2 separate regions of the Mus musculus genome follow, and region 1 is linked to region 2. A link is a contact called in public promoter capture Hi-C data. All regions are on one chromosome and are shown on one strand. The core of a region is the stretch at or near the end of the contact, and the rest is flanking DNA. Distances in the headings are between cores, read along the strand shown. Region 1 holds the start of Ttbk1 (tau tubulin kinase 1). Region 2 holds the start of Slc35b2 (solute carrier family 35, member B2).

What was found. Promoter capture Hi-C pulls out the DNA fragments that hold promoters and counts their contacts.
Region 1: a contact with region 2 is called in a promoter capture Hi-C map of hippocampal neurons, with 2.0 times the contacts expected there. The contact joins the promoter of Ttbk1 here to the promoter of Slc35b2 in region 2. A contact is called at or near these places in 6 of 39 promoter capture datasets (the 3T3-L1 cell line, the C10 cell line, embryonic stem cells and 3 more), 1 of 484 Hi-C or Micro-C datasets (B cells) and 2 of 115 datasets of contacts at active chromatin or transcription factors (bone marrow-derived dendritic cells and large pre-B cells).

What each region holds. Positions count from the first base shown.
Region 1 is chr17:46,485,594-46,490,014 of GRCm38.p6, reverse strand. It overlaps Ttbk1 (tau tubulin kinase 1), which reads left to right and starts at 2,340. Exons shown (of 15, transcript NM_001162864.1): 1 at 2,340-2,589.
Region 2 is chr17:45,561,427-45,566,240 of GRCm38.p6, reverse strand. Slc35b2 (solute carrier family 35, member B2) reads right to left here and starts at 2,305. Exons shown (of 4, transcript NM_001357105.1): 1 at 2,173-2,305; 2 at 1,468-1,661; 3 at 1,162-1,316. The coding sequence starts at 2,183. It overlaps Nfkbie (nuclear factor of kappa light polypeptide gene enhancer in B cells inhibitor, epsilon), which reads right to left. Exons shown (of 6, transcript NM_008690.4): 6 at 3,072-4,239. The coding sequence ends at 4,174.

The DNA of each region.
Region 1 (4,421 bases), core at 1,091-3,590, 920 kb before region 2:
ACTGTAGACTTAGCTTTGTTTTGTCTTTCACATGGCGGTTTGATGTGATGAATCTCTGTTCTCCTGCTTGAGTAGCAAGCATTTGAACAGCTGTGTCTCTGCCCCACCCTTTCTTATTAAAGGTTAGCATATGAAGGGAGAGATTGCATGGCGTCGTTTTGTACGTATGTGTGACTATATTTTGTTCTTGTTCAGTATCTGCCCCACTGCCCTCGTCTTATGAATTGTCCCCCCTGCCTGGACCCCTTTCTTCCCTCCAATTCCCCCTCTGCTTCCTTATCACACATACCTACTCCATCACCCTCTCTACTCCCTTAGGATCTCTTCTACCTTTTTCATGGGCTGCTTTCTTGTTTCACGACACACACAATTTTAGAAATGCTTTCGCATGTGTGCACACACGTGTGCTTCAATGCCATGGAGCGTGTGTGGAGGTCAGAGGGCAACCTTTGGGACTTGCTTCTCTTCTTCCACCTTAAACCATGGTTTGGCCTCAGGCTCCTTTCTACACTGCCAGACGAGGTCCTACATTTGACAGAAAACATAAAGTATCTGTCTTTTTGAGTCTGCTTATTCACTTAACACAATGATTTCAGTGGCATCTACTTTCCTGAAAACATTTCATCTTTCTCTTAAAATGTATTATTGTTATTATTTATTTATTTATTTTGGTTTTTCGAGACAGGGTTTCTCTGTATAGCCCTGGCTGTCCTGGAACTCACTCTGTAGACCAGGCTGGCCTCGAACTCAGAAATCCACCTGCCTCTGTCTCCCAAGTGCTGGGATTAAAGGTGTGTGCCACCACGCCCGGCTTATTATTATTATTTGGTTTTTTGAAACATGGTTTCTCTGTATAGCCCTGGCTGTCCTGGAACTTACTCTGTTGACCAGGCTAGCCTGGAACTCAGAAATCCACCTGCCCCTGCCTCCCAAGTGCTGGGATTAAAGGCGTGAGCCACCACTGCCCGGCTAAAATGTATTATTATTGTTATATTATTATTATGTGTGTGTGCATGATTTGTATATCTGAGTGTGGGCCTGTGTGTGCCAGGTGTGCCCATGCTTTAGTGCATATGTGAAAGTCAGAGACAACTTTGTAGTCATTGCCTCTCTCCTTCCACTACGAGTTCTATGAACAGAACTTAGGTTGTCAGGTAGGCCTCTGAGGCAAACACTTTTATCCTATCAAGTTATCTTGCCAGCTTTTTCACTCTTTCTCTGTCTGTCTCTCTGTGTCTGTCTGTCTCTCTCTGTCTCTGTCCCTTTCTCTGTCTCTCTCTGTATCTCTCTCTGTCTCTGTCTCTCTCTCTGTCTCTGTGTGTGTGTGTTCTCTTCTTTATTGCTTTGTTATAGGGTCTCTTCTTTCACTGAACCTGGAGCTAGATTGTCCAAAAAGCTCTGAGGATTTGACTGTCTGTTTCCCCCGAGCTGGGTCTGGAGACACCCACCACAGCTCCTGGCCTTTAACTCTGGTGCTAGGAACCAAATTCGGGTCTTTAAGCTTGCACAGTGAGTGATCTTTCTTTCTAAGATACTTATAAAGATTACAAAAGTTAATGTGTCTGGCAGGTGTACCTGCTGCTATTATTATTGTTGTTGAAGATGCTCCCTCTACATTCGTGGAGGGTATAAGCAACAGGGGAGGAACCGAGAGAGGCAAAGCGCAGAGTATACTCTGAGAATATTGAGTAATCCCCATCTGTCAGGAGAGTAATAGCCTTATGGGCATATGTTGGAAAGAGTTTTTAATGTCACAGTAAAGAGTGTGTATCTTATTTGGTAAGCAATAAGAAACAGTGATTGAGTCTGTCAACAGTTGGAAGAAAGGGCCTAAGAAAGAGAAGGTAAACCAGGAGAAAAGGCAAGCAAGAACTTGATGAGGAGAGGGTTACAGATGAGGGGTAGTATGTCCAGATGTGGGATGCTGTTAGGAGAGATCGTGACAGAGCCATATGGGAAGGACAGGCACAGGTTGAGGAGAAGGCTTAAGAGGGAAGTACAGTGGCTATGTGGAGGATGGAATCGGGGACCAGGTGAGTCTAGTGGGGTCAGGCAAGGAGTAAAGGAGATATTCTGCGAAGTGGGGGAGATAAAAGGTGATGGAGACAAGAGAGGTTTCTGGGAACAGGTAAGGAAGGAGCCTATGGTCAAGTGAACGGCATAGATCAGTTAAGAGAACCTGGTAGCTGTAACGAGACCATATGAGAGTTCCCGGGCAGAGTCTAGGGGGGCAGAGTGGAACGTGATGTCAGGAAAAAAAAAAAAAAAAAAACGGCAGTGATGTAAGGGCCAGGGCGGTGGGGCGGTGATGTCAGGGCTGGTGCTGATGCTGGCGGCGCAGTGCATTGTGGGCAGCTCCCCACTTCGCAGCCGCCGCCGTCGCCCGAGGAGGATCGGGGCCGGGCCGGGCCGGGCCGGGATGGTCGCGGTCGGGAGGCCGCCGCCGCCACCGCCGGAGGGAGCGGGCCGCCCAGCGCTGCACTGAGCCGCCCCCGCCCCGCCCCGGCCCCGGGGGATGCGCCGCCCCGCGCCGCTGCCTTCACCGCCGCCGCCGCAGCCGCAGCCGCAGCCGCAGCGGACACCGAGCAGGTGAGGCGGGGCGGGGCCGGGAGGGTGGGCCGGGGGTCCCTCCTGGGGTACATCGGGCCTCCCGCCGGGCTCACCTCCCAGGGCTCGGCTCCTGTCCCGCAGCGGTCGTCGCCGCTGCCGCTAGGAGCCGGGACGCCGGCCTACACTCCCTGGGCCACAGCCCGAGGCCTGGAGCGGCTCCCAGCCCCCGCACAGACCCACCCTCCAACCCCGCGTCCCTTGTCCCTGTGATTTCCCTCCTGTCACCTCTGGCAGGTCGTGAAGATGTCTCCAGACCCTCTCTTCCATCCTCAGTCCCTACCAGCTTCCCTTTTACTTCCCAGCCGTGCCCAGAAGCCCCTCCCGTGGTCCTGTCACTGTCCCTGCCACCATGATCTCCGCCAGTCTCTTGTCTTACTTACCTCCTCTCTCCTCCCCTCCTCCTGTCACTCCGACTTACCCTGCTCGCTGCACTCTCCTCCAGACCTCTTTTCTCCTGTTCCTCGTGGCTTCACCTCTCCTAACCTGGACTCTGAGATTCCCACACATTCCGGCCTCACGCCTTGAAGAGCCGCACATCAACTCTTCTGCTCCCAAACCACGATAAGCTCCGAAGCACTTAGCTTGCTTGCTCTTGCCACTTGGCCCACATTCTCATGCATGCACACAGCCATGCCTACACACACACACACACACACACACACACACACACACACACACACACACACACAAAGGGACCTGAGTAGCTGGTCAGCCAAGCTTGTCAACCCAATCTGGGCTAAGTGGGCTCTTCGGAAGCATCCCCTGGGAAGGGAGGTGGACAGGATGGCCGGGTCCTACTTTTCTCTCCTCACCCATTCCTTTAAGATTTCCTTGAGTACCAAGTGTGAACAGCACACAGAGTTTCTTCATCCACCTGCAGAGCCACACTAGGCAGGACTGAGACGCCCACCTAGGTTGCTCAACAATTTTCTTCCTTCTTCTCCTTCTTCTCCTTCTTCTTTTCAGTACTGGGGACTGAATGTAGGGCCTTGTACTTCTTGTTAGCAAGTACTCAACCCCTCACCCCCTGATCACATTTTATTTGCTTATTTTGTGCGTAGAGGGTACACACCTGCCACAGTGCTCATGTGGAGGTCAGAGGACAAATTACAGGAGCAGCTTCCCTCTTTTGACCACAAGGGTCTCAGGAATCAATCGTGGGTTATCAAAACGGATGGCAAGGGCTTTTTCCCACAGAATGGTCTTGGCAGGCCCGCAGCCCCCCTTTTTATTAATTTTTTTAAAGATGATGTTGGGAGTTGAAACTGGCGCCTTAAACATGCTAGGTATGTATTCAACCACTGAGCTCTCCCCCCCCCCCGCCCCCGCCAAAATCTAACTCCCACTGCCCCCGCTGTGGCCCATGGCCTCTTGCACACTACAGGCGAAGCTACAATTGGTTCCAGCTAAGGTCTCCTCCACACAAGTTCCATTGCTTTCTCCAGTCTTTGTTTGTTTAATTTTTTTTCTTGTTTATATTTGGGATATCTTGTAGACCAGGCTGGCCTTGAACTTGGTGTGTAGCCAAGGTTAATCTTGAGTTCCTCACCCTTCTTCCTCCACTTCCAGAGTGTTGGGATCCCAGGAGTGTGGTACCATGGCCAGCTGCCTCAGTCTTGTCCCCGACCTATATTCCAAAGCTCTACTCCATCTCTTCCCATCTTTCTCATGTCTCTACCTTCTTCCAAACTCCTGCTGCCCCACAGCCCTAGCATTGTAAGGATCAGAGGGACTCAGTTCAGTCATTTCACAACAAAGCTATGAAGACTGATAGCATCTTTCCTCATGGAGATGCATTCTTTTCATATGCC
Region 2 (4,814 bases), core at 1,056-3,555:
CAGAGTTGGTAGCATCAGATGTAACTGACACCATACTTTTGGTTCCTCTGAGGGAGGGGCCTTCTTTCCCAAGCTTTAGCTCATTTTATGGGGGAATCAAATGGAGTTGCAGACACCATGACATCTGCTTTAAGACCAAACACTGTCCTCTTTCATGATGCAAATCCATTAGAGCTGGCTCCACATACCATATAAAGAGTTTTATTTAGTTTGAACTAACTCAAAAAGAAACTGGGATGTTTGGAAGCTGGGGGTGGGGGTGGCTGGACACTTCAATTCAACATATATCTAAGGTGAGTTGGCTCCCACTCTGAATGCCCTGTGATAGCCTCACTCAAAGAAATCCTACTGACAAAATTTTGGAGAAAGCCAAGCATGGTGGTACACGCTGTCACCCCAGCTATTTGGAAGGAAGAAGCAGGAGGGTTGAAAGTTCAAGGCTTGCATTGGGTGGTGGTGGCACATGCCTTTAACCCACTCTGTCCAGCACTCTGGAGGCAGAGGCGTTTGGATTTGAGGCCAGCCTGGTATTGAGAGCAAGTTTCAGGACAGCCAGAGCCACTCAGAGAAACTGTGTCTGGAAAAACAGCGAAGAAAAAAAAGAAAGTTCAAGGCCTGTCTGAGCCTGTGAAACTCTGTCAAAACAGTGTGGTGGGTCATCAATCCTAGCACTTGTAGAGCAGGGGGATCTCTAAGCTGGAGACCAACCTGGTCTATATAGTGAGTTCTGGAGTAATTAGGGCTGCAGAGTGAGACCTTGTCTCAAAATAATAATGTGGGAAGCAGCTCTGGAGATATGTTTAGCCAGCAATTCCTCAAATTCACACTCAGATACAACATACAGACAGAGCAGAATATGGGCATAGGGAAAAAAAATACAACTCAGGCAGGCCTTCTTCCACACTGTAGAAGCCATTGCATGGGTGCGCGCGCGCGCGCGTGGACGTGCGCATGAACACATGCGTGTGTACAGTGAACTTTCATTTCAATACAGGTGTTGAAGGAAGCGCTGGAAGTTCACTTTCAGGACTGGGCTGTGTCCTGTAGGGACACAAACCAGACCCAAACTAACAAACCTTTGGGGTGGGCAGGGAAAATTTGGTTTAAGTCAGGGGCTGTCTGTACCCAGCTGGGGAAGAGAAGGGGAGCCTGTATTCTTACCTGGAGACCCGAGGCACAGAAGACCAGCTTCAGGACCTGCCAAGACGGGGTGGATTCCGCTGTCTCTGTCCGCGGAGCCAGGAGAACCTCATCAGGAGCCTTGGGCTCATTGCCAAACACACAGGCTTTCACCAGGGGGAAGCAGAGACCCCTGCCTGAAGAAGACACAGTCAAGGTCCACAACCTCTGCAGAGCAGCCAGCCCGATCCGGTGTCTGACTTACTGGCCTCCCTCCCGGCCCAAGTCCCGCTCTGCCAACACCTGCAACCAGACTTCCCTCATCTCCCCACCCTCTGGCCACATTACCTGTCTCCAGGTAGTTCTTCCGTCTTAAGTACTGCACCAGGAGGTAGCCAGGTACCATAAAGCTGGCATAGCCCGCTACATTCAACAAGAAGCGGAAGAGCCACAGCTGTGTCCAGGACTGCGGAGGGGCTTCGGGTGACTCTCCACCTGCTCCCAAGGAAGGGAGTGTGGCGAGTACCACTACTGCCCACCATCTGCTGGGACAGCCGAAGCAACGATTAGGTTTGCAGCTCTTCCGCCTCTCTGCCCTCCGGAGGGGACTGTACCAGGGAAGTGCCCAGTGGCCTCCCCGCCCCCTCCGCTGCAGCCCAGAGGGACGGACAAAGAGCCTCTCTCTCCCTCTCTCTCAGGGGGTCCGGCGCAGGCCAGGCAGAACCTCCTCCCTTCTCGGGGACGGCCCCGCCTGTCCAGCCACATAGGTCGCCTCTGTTCCCTTCAGCGCGCGGGCAGCTCAGGCCACAGGCAACCCCCACCCCCTTCCCTCTCCGAAGCGCCACTGTCCCTCATCCCCCTACGCGCGACAATCCCCGAAGCCCCGCGAGGAGCGTAGGCCACATGCCGCGTGCCCATCCACACGGGGCTCCCAACAGTGCCACGCGGATCTGCGGCTGGAGGACCCCCCACCCCGCCTCCGGAGCCCTGGGGTCTCGGTCACGTGGCCCCGGGGTCTCGGTCACGTGGGCCATGGCTGCCCGAGCCCCCCACCTGGCGTCCATGGCCCAGCCGCGTGGGGCGGAGGGGGGACCGGGGAATGTGAGTCCCCCGGGCCGCGCGCTCCCTCCGCTCCCTCTGCCGCCCGCTCCAGCAGCCAGCCAGTCAGCCAGCCAGCGGAAGTGCTGCGCTCTTCCCGCCTCCTCCCCGCCTCAGCCCCCTTCGCGACACTCCGGCCACAGCGACCCCACGCGGCCCGGAGGCAGACCAAGCCCGGTTCCCCTGGGGAACTCCAGTTGGGACTCCCTCCCTTTCCCAGCTTGCTTGGTCACAGCCATCAACCCAACCCAACCCAACCCACACAGAGTGATGATGACCATTGCCATCTAGTGGACTAGGATTTTGAGTATCTGAGACCCAGTACTTCCTCTTACATTACGGTTTTTTTGTTTTTTGTTTTGGTGTTTTTTTTTTTTTTTTTTCGAGACAGGGTTTCTCTGTGTAGCCCTGGATGTCCTGGAACTCACGCTGTATCCCAGGCTGGCCTCGAACTCCAGATCCTCCTGCCTCTGCCTCCTTCAGCAAATCCTACCGGCCTGCGCCACCAGAACCGGCGTTAGTTTTTAAACAATGATGTCTCTTCCTTTTTTGGCTGCATCAGTAATCATCCCCTTAGTACCTGTGATTGTGACCTTCTAGGCTCTGTATGACCTGGTGCGTCCTCCTCGCCCACTTGCCCAACCTTGTAGAGTCCTGTTGGCCTGTTTTCAGTTCCTTTAATTCATCGGAGGCCTTCCCCAATGCTGTCTTTCCCCTTGCTCATCCTAAATCGCAATTTCAACGACACCTGCTTGAAGCTTCCCAGAGGATGATCCTTCGCCCACTCCATTGTCCTCCTTCCTGCTAACGGTTTTCTTCCTTCCCAGTCACCCATTGCAACGTATAACCACATATTTAGTTGTTTATGCCTTTAATATCTGTCTCACTCACAGGATGCATTTGCTTAGTGCTTATAAGCGCTAAGCATCGGAAAGTATGTTGATTTATTTCTTCTCCTTCTTCGTGCATGACCTAGCAGGGCCCTCAGTGTGTGGAGTCTAAGGGGGTTGGGTGGGGGAGGAAAGTTGCAACTCTCTTGTGATCAATGTCCTCAAACTTCTCCAGGGACACGTGTGTGTCTCCATATTCTTCCTCCTCACTCTCCAGCCCTGGGCATTTCCACATGAAGGAGATGTGCCTGTGGTGGCAGGAACCACTTAGGTCTCCTACCATACCCAGCAAGGCCCTGTGCTTGCTCAGGGCTTGTTTCCTTCTCTCTGCCTTTACCCGAGAGTCAGGCCTGCCTATGCATACAACTGTAGAAGGGAAACGTTGTTGTTGTTGTTTTTTTTAAAGCCCCTCTCTTCCATTTTAGTGTCATATTAGAATAACTGCAAAGGTTCAGTTGGGAGCCTTATGTTTGAAGTCTTTAGATAACTTTGCGGTGGCCCGCTGCCACCAGACCTATAATCCCAGCTACTCAGGAGGCTGAGACAGGAAGTTCCCAGTTCAAAGATGACTGCCTGGGCTATAGAGTGAGTTCCAGGCCATCTCTGGCAACTCATTGAGATCCCATCACAACATAAAAAATGAAAAGAGGGCCGGGGACACAGCTCCATGATAGTAAGCTTGCCTACCGCTGGGGAGGCTCTAGGTTCACACCCCAGTGCCAAACACACTCACAAAGGTATTTTAGGTGAGACCCCTCGGGTCAGTTTGCTCATCCCCATTTTCCAGGTAGCTGGCAATTTCAGCCCATGCCATCTTCAACAGAAGCAAGGAGGCTTCCTTCAGGATACCAGTGGCTTCGAGGGTCTTTCAAGAATCTCCATCCAGGCCACTTGGGAAGTCCTTCCTTCCAGATCGGCTCTTCCTCGTCTGCAATCCTTCATCTCATTTTAGGACTATGCTAGCCCCAGGACCAGCATCAGCAGAGGGGCGACATTGCTTGGGTCCCAACTGCAGCAGCTGCGGATCCAGCTTCCAGGTGGGAAGCGGTGGGGACCCATCCGAGCTTCAGTCAGTACATAGCAGTGGTTTGCCGGAGATTTTCAGGTCATCGAAGGGCAAATAAGAAAGGAGCTGAGCGAGAGAGAGAGAGAGAGAGAGAGAGAGAGAGAGAGAGAGAAAACAGAGAGAAGCAGAGTTAATGCCCTAAGTGATGGCACCAGGGATGGCAGCAGGGACCTGGGCAAGCTGAAGGCCAGACAGTGAAAGACCTGGGCATGGCAGAGACCCGAAGATTAGACAAGATCTGAGATAAGCCATGCAGAATATCTGAGCTAGGAGTGACCTTACAGTAGATATAGTATGTCCATTGGCACTATGTATACACAGTGGCTGTTGTTGGGGTTAGGGTTGGGGTGTGGAAGGCTTTTGGATACTTTTGCTTGTTTTTTGAGTCAGGATCTCACTCTGTAGACCAGGCTGGCCTTAAACTCACAGAGATCAGCCTGGCTTTGCCTCTCAAGTGCTGGGATTAAAAGCATGTGCCAGCATATCTTGATGAATATATCTTTTTTTGTTTTTGTTTTTCGAGACAGGGTTTCTCTGTGTAGCCCTGGCTGTCCTGGAACTCACTCTGTAGTAGACCAGGCTGGCTTCGAACTCAGAGATCTACCTGCCTCTGCCTCCCAAGTGCTGGGATTAAAGGCGTG